Regions from separate parts of the Mus musculus genome. Here region 1 is linked to region 2. The links are chromatin contacts, called in public promoter capture Hi-C maps. All regions are on one chromosome and are shown on one strand. Each heading gives the region's core, a stretch centred on a gene start, on an enhancer-like site or on the middle of the called end of the contact. The rest is flanking DNA. Distances are from core to core; before and after follow the strand shown. Region 1 overlaps 4933413J09Rik (RIKEN cDNA 4933413J09 gene). Region 2 holds the start of Ppifos (peptidylprolyl isomerase F, opposite strand).

What was found. Promoter capture Hi-C pulls out the DNA fragments that hold promoters and counts their contacts.
Region 1: a promoter capture Hi-C map of embryonic stem cells shows a contact between it and region 2, with 3 times the contacts expected there. The contact joins the enhancer-like site here to the promoter of Ppifos in region 2. A contact is called at or near these places in 7 of 39 promoter capture datasets (the 3T3-L1 cell line, embryonic stem cells, hippocampal neurons and 2 more) and 1 of 484 Hi-C or Micro-C datasets (embryonic stem cells).

What each region holds. Positions count from the first base shown.
Region 1 is chr14:26,377,834-26,380,674 of GRCm38.p6, reverse strand. The region is part of intron 4 of 4933413J09Rik (RIKEN cDNA 4933413J09 gene); the gene reads right to left. Gm52114 (a long non-coding RNA gene) reads left to right here. Exons shown (of 4, transcript XR_003951124.1): 4 at 2,415-2,561. Among named protein-coding and RNA genes, the nearest start is that of Gm52114, 11 kb to the left of the region's middle. Within about 2 kb of position 1,419, at least 30 of the 459 cell types and tissues checked have an H3K27ac peak or open chromatin away from gene starts, as enhancers often do. A contact at or near this core is called in embryonic stem cells, where this site is marked.
Region 2 is chr14:25,699,676-25,702,691 of GRCm38.p6, reverse strand. It overlaps Ppifos (peptidylprolyl isomerase F, opposite strand), which reads left to right and starts at 1,410. Exons shown (of 3, transcript NR_028021.1): 1 at 1,410-1,647. It overlaps Ppif (peptidylprolyl isomerase F (cyclophilin F)), which reads right to left. Exons shown (of 6, transcript NM_134084.1): 6 at 2,224-3,016.

The DNA of each region.
Region 1 (2,841 bases), core at 170-2,669, 680 kb before region 2:
TGGTTTTGCACATGCAGGATAAACTTCATATTTATATGAAGCAAATAAATAAAATTTTAAAAACAAAGTTTTGTGAGTTTTTTTTTTTTCACATTTTCGGTGATTAACACAAGGATCTCTCTTGCAAGCTTTCTTTTCTCTCCTTTCCTCCCACTTTCCCCTCTCTTCTATTTCTTCCTCTCCGCTCTGTCTCTTTCCTCTTTGTCTTTTCTCTGCTCTCTCCTCTCTGCTCTCTGCTCTCTCCTCTCCTTTCCCCCTTTCTGCCTTTCTTTCTCCTGTCTCTCTTTCCTTCTATCCAGTCTGTCCCTCAACCATCTCTCTTTCCTTTCACCTCCTCACCCGCCTTTTCTTTCCTTCTGTCTCCTACTATTTTTGTTTGTTTGTTTACAGAGAAGACAGAATCTTTTTATGTAGTATATGCAGGTTAGTCTTAAGGTCAGGGTCTTCCTGCTTCAGTCTCCCTCCCAAGGACTGGGACTGAGTGTGTATACCATACCCAGCTACCAGCCACACTTTATATCTCACTATCATAATTTAATCTTACAAACATAAATAATTATATGAAACCCTGGGAGATACTGACCTTCCTAGGAGCAAAGTGCATGGTTAAATGTTGGGACTTGGAGATCTAGCCTGGGCTATAAAGTGAAACTTTGTCAGCATAGAAGGAAAACAGTTCATAGTCACTCTAGATATGAGTTCTGTGGACACTCTGAGCTTCTTAGCAACCTGACGGAAATCAAATAATGAAAGTCTGAACTATTTAAGTATTGTAGAAAATATTGTTCCAATATGTTGGCATCTTCTTATTTTTCTTTTTCTTTTGCCATATCTAATTCTAGAGAAACCCACTTTCATGTTTAACAGTAAAATTTATCTTTTCAGGCTAGTTGGCCTTTTGTTTGTTTGTTTGTTTGTTTGTTTCTTTCTTTCTTTCTTTCTCCCCCCCACCTTTCTTTGAGGCAGGGTCCTACTATATAGCTTTAATGTCCTGGAACTTGCTATGTAAACAAGGCTGGCCTTGGTTTACATAGAGATTTCATAGAGCTGTACCTTCCTTTGCCTCCCCTGGTATAAAAGGCATGTGCCACAATGCCAGGTTAAACTACTGTTACTTGCAGTTATTGAGAGACTTAGAGCACTTGGGCCATTAAAGATGTGAACCTGAGGTACACAGATGAGAGAGAGAGAGAGGGAGGGAGAGAGAGAGAGAGAGAGAGAGAGAGAGAGAGAGAGAGAGATTAGATCATTACTTCTTGTCACTTTATTGTCTTGGAACAAAGAGAAGCAGAGTAATCCATGCAGGCTATGGAGGGAAGAGAAAATGGCCTCAGGAATGTTCTCTAGATTGAGGGGAATGTGGCCTTGGACTTTTCTTCCTGACCCTGGGGCAATCTGACTCAGCAGATTCAGCATAAAGGGTGCATTGTCTCAAGAGAACAGCCTCCAAGAACGCAGCTGTTTTCTTTGCTCGCCTGTGCTGTATGGACTCCAGATCCAAAGACTCCCTGGTAATGGGAAAACCATGAGAAAACCTAAGAAGCCACGGGACAGTGTGTAGTTATCCTCTACCTGCCTCTTCACTGTCCATCATTTACTGTCAGGGGGACTGATTGTTGCAAAAATGTACTTCTCAGCCTCAACAAATGCTTACATCTTCAGGTCCCTTCTGTTTTGAAGATGGTGTCTGCCTGAACCTACAAGTGTTAGCATTCTTGACTCTGAGTGGAGGTAGAGACAATTGTCAATTTGGAAGAGTTTGGGTAACAGCATAAGGCATGTCAAGTGATCAGGTCCAGCCAGCTGTCTATCCACCAGGCCACCTCATCCTCACTAAGGTAGCCTCTAAGGTACACTGAAGCTCACCAGGCCACAGGAACTAGATTTTCATCACAGGTCACTGCTAGACAATCAGAGATAGACAATAAAAATGGTTAGCCAGATGTGATGGATGGCAATTTTTGATTGTCAACTTGATTATCTTACGTTTTTGGTTGGAGAAAGGATAGATGAATCATGTTAGGTGTAATTATGACCTGGTAATTGTCTTCATTTGGAAATTAATAATGGCACAGGAGATATGATTGTGTGTCAAGATGACACTGGGTGAATTTGGGATGGCTATGATTGGTTATTAACTTGATTACATCTGGAATTAAGTCAAACCCAGCAATAGAGGGGTACACCTGGGAGGGAATTTGGTGCTGAGTTAAAGTGGGAAGACCTATATCGAATCCTGACCTTGAAGGTAGGAAGTCAAGACCTTCAAACCAGATCTTTTGAGCTGGGAAACCCCACCTCAAATGTGGGCCATTTCTGTTGAAAGCCTATATTAGGACCCAGAGGAGGAAGTAGTTGCTCTTTGCCTACCTGCTCTCACCTTGCTAACAAGTCCATTCCTTCACTGGCATTAGAGCCTGCTTCTTCAGGATTCCAGCATATACTGAAGACCAGCTGAGACATCCAGCCTTGTGGACTCTCCTATTGGACTCTCCATTCATGGACAGCCATTGTTGGATTACCTGCACCACAGCCTGTAAGTCTTTCTAATAAATGCCTTTCCTATATATGGAGAGAGTCGTTTTGTAAGTTCTGTTCCACTAGAGAACACTAGAGAACCCGGGCTACTACACCAGGCATGTAGAGAAGACCTTGTGGTCTCATAACAGTCCCAGCTCAGCTACAGATTTCCAATGGCCACCTCCCCTTCACCTGTTTCTCAGGGGATGCACTGATGATGGCAGCAGTCTTGGTTTCTATAACTTCTCTACAAGGCAATTTTACTAAAAGTTGGAACACACTGTGATGTAACTTCCTGAGGGCATCAGACGGAGACATTCC
Region 2 (3,016 bases), core at 161-2,660:
GTACTGAGGGCTACCGATGTATGTATGCACACATTAGGTACTGAGGGCTACCAATGTATGTATGCACACATTAGGTACTGAGGGCTACCGATGTATGTATGCACACATTAGGTACTGAGGGCTACCGATGTATGTATGCACACATTAGGTACTGAGGGCTACCGATGTATGTATGCACACATTAGGTACTGAGGACTTACTGGCAAGCAACAAGCCAGGATTTCCTGTGTTACTTTAAAAGATGCTTCACATAAAAACCAGCCTGGTCTACAAAGTGAGCTCCAGGACAGCCAGGGCTATACAGAGAAACCCTGTCTGGAAAAAACAAAGCAAACAAACAAACAAACAAACAAACAAAACCCCAAAACCTGGCTTGGGCCTCTGAGAGCTGCAGAGGATGACCTTGCCTCTGCCTTTAGGGAGTGGTTTTCAGAAAAATTCTTACATGCTTGCTGTACCCCTAGATTCCACTGGATGGAGACAGAACACACACATCCTCAGGAAACACAAGCCCTCCCACTTCTAACTCTGGACCCCTCTGAAATTGACAGGAGGCAGGTCACAGCTCAAGGAGGGATGGCTTTCCCTTTGACTTGTCCTGGGTGCCTGGAGTACCCCAGGTCAGCAGGCAACTCCAAAAACAACAACAACACATCTTTGACCTGTACCAGAAATACACAAATTTTAAAGTGAGTAAATAAATAATGTTCCTAAAATACTTTTAAAGTGGCTGGGGATAAGCCTATAATCAAAGCTATTCAAAGGACCAAGGCAAAAAGAGTCACAAGTTTTAAGTTGGCCTGGGCCATAGAGTAACTTCAAGGCCACCGTGGACAATGTAGACCTAGCCTACAACTAAACAAAAAGGGGAGGGTTTGGGGTCACAGGTCAGTGGTAAAGTACCTGTGTGACCTCAAGATTTTAGGTAATGATCCTAAGAAGCCCGTGTGTACTTTCTGTACCACCAAGAGCTCAAGAGGTCTGTCCTTTGCCAACTGCTTGACATATTGTCTAGATTAATCACAAGCCAGCCTGTAGCCTCATCTTCTCACCTGTAAGCTGTTGTGCTGCATGAGACATTATCAGTTATTAGTAGGCGAGATCTGCGTCTCAAATGAAGTCCCTCGGCAGCCCCACTGTATAAAGGACTGCAGAGGCTCGTGGACACAGGCACAGAATGCCTGCTCAGGGTCCACACCATCACAGCCAGCTGTTCTGAGGATGCTGGCTGCTCCCAAAATGGCTTTAACTACTACTCCAACCAAACTCTCAACCCAAGGAGCTGAGCTCTGACTTCATGGAAACTCCAAGACTCTGAAGACTCAGCATAACCTCTATGATGTCAGAATGACCACGCCTACCTCTAACCTGACATCACCTGATTCAGGAATTCTATATGGCATGAATGCAATACTCACCGCAGCCAGAGCCCACATCCCTTCTCCATGAGCTATGCTATGTCCCTACCCACCTAAGGAAACTCTTAGTCATGTGCTTGCCCCAGTCCTGTCTTCCCTGAGAATTCAGCAATGAAGAATTCCACATTTCAGTGACCCAGCATGAGAAAAGGGAAACCCACCTCTAACCTTTGGTGATCTCAGCCCCCTTTCCTAAGGATCTCTGACACACGGGAAATGTCACCCTCTTGTAAGTCACTACCCAGAGATTGCTGTGATGATACATCTGGCCCAAGACCATGCACCTCACATGGGTCACACCCAATTCCAGACCTAGATGTCATGTACACATTATGTAGCTGAGAGAAACTGAAGCTCAATCACTAAGCATAGCTGGGACTTCACCTAGAGGTAGTGCTCACGGTGGGGACTGTCTGGACCATCCTACAGGACAGATGGTAGCAAGGATGTTCTCAGTGGCTTCTGAGCTAGTACTTGGGGTTAGGACACAGAATGTTCTACACGGATTTCCTTACAATAAGGCTGAGGACGTGGCTTGTGTGCACAAAGGCCCTAGCATCATAAAACAACAAAACAAACAAAAAACAGTTCAAAGCATAGAACCTAACACATAGTAACTCCAAGACTGGCCCCAGCTGGAGTCAATGTTCCATGCCTGTAATCCCAACAGCATTGAGGAAGGTCAAGAGTGTTTGAAGCTAGCCAAAGGCTATACAGCAAGACCCTGGACCACACAGCAAGACCCTGTCACAAAAACAAATGAGCCCCAAAGATGTAAATTTCATTCCAAAACCAGAGACAGCCATTTTATAGAAAATAGGATTTATTTATCACATTTGAGATGAACACACAGGACTGTCCCAGAAATCTTTTACATATATATTATTGATAGATTGGATTTATTCAACATACAGAAAAAGCAAAGCCTGCCAGAAGACACTTCCCTCTTGAGAACAGCATGAGGTCAGGCAGTGTCTGTAAGTTTTCACCACGGGAATTCACATTGAGCAGAAAGACCGGGCTCACAGGTCTGTTCCCAGGTCCTGCTGCTTCTATTTCACAGGCTTTCAAAAATCACAGCAGCAGCCAGCAGGATTCACAGTGACCAGGAGGGAAGGCATTGACGCTGGGACTTTCACAAGAGCCCTGAGTGATGTCTCAGAAGCCAGGCTGGGAGGTGGGGGGGTTGGGGGTGTCTGTGGCTTGTGCCAACTCAGGTCACACATGGACAGTGCCGTGAGTGTCACAGCAACACAGGTCACACACGGACAGTGCCATGAGTGTCACAGCTTTGTTTCGATGAGATCTTGAATTCTATGTTAAATTATTGCAAGGAGGAAGACAACATTAAATAGCAACTGCTATCCCCACTGATCAAGGAAAAGAGTCAGGAGCCTTCCCTGACTAACTGGTCAGCATTGCCAATGTCCAAGGCACACGCACATGGCAATCACGGGGACATCGGCTGAGGGTACATGGCCCGATGGCCATACTGATGCCCAGAAACGGGATCTGAGGCAGGATGGACAGTGGAGAGCAGCCTGGTCTGGGAGGACCATGCCTGAGTGGCCTTCCTCAGACTCAATAGAAGTGGGTGC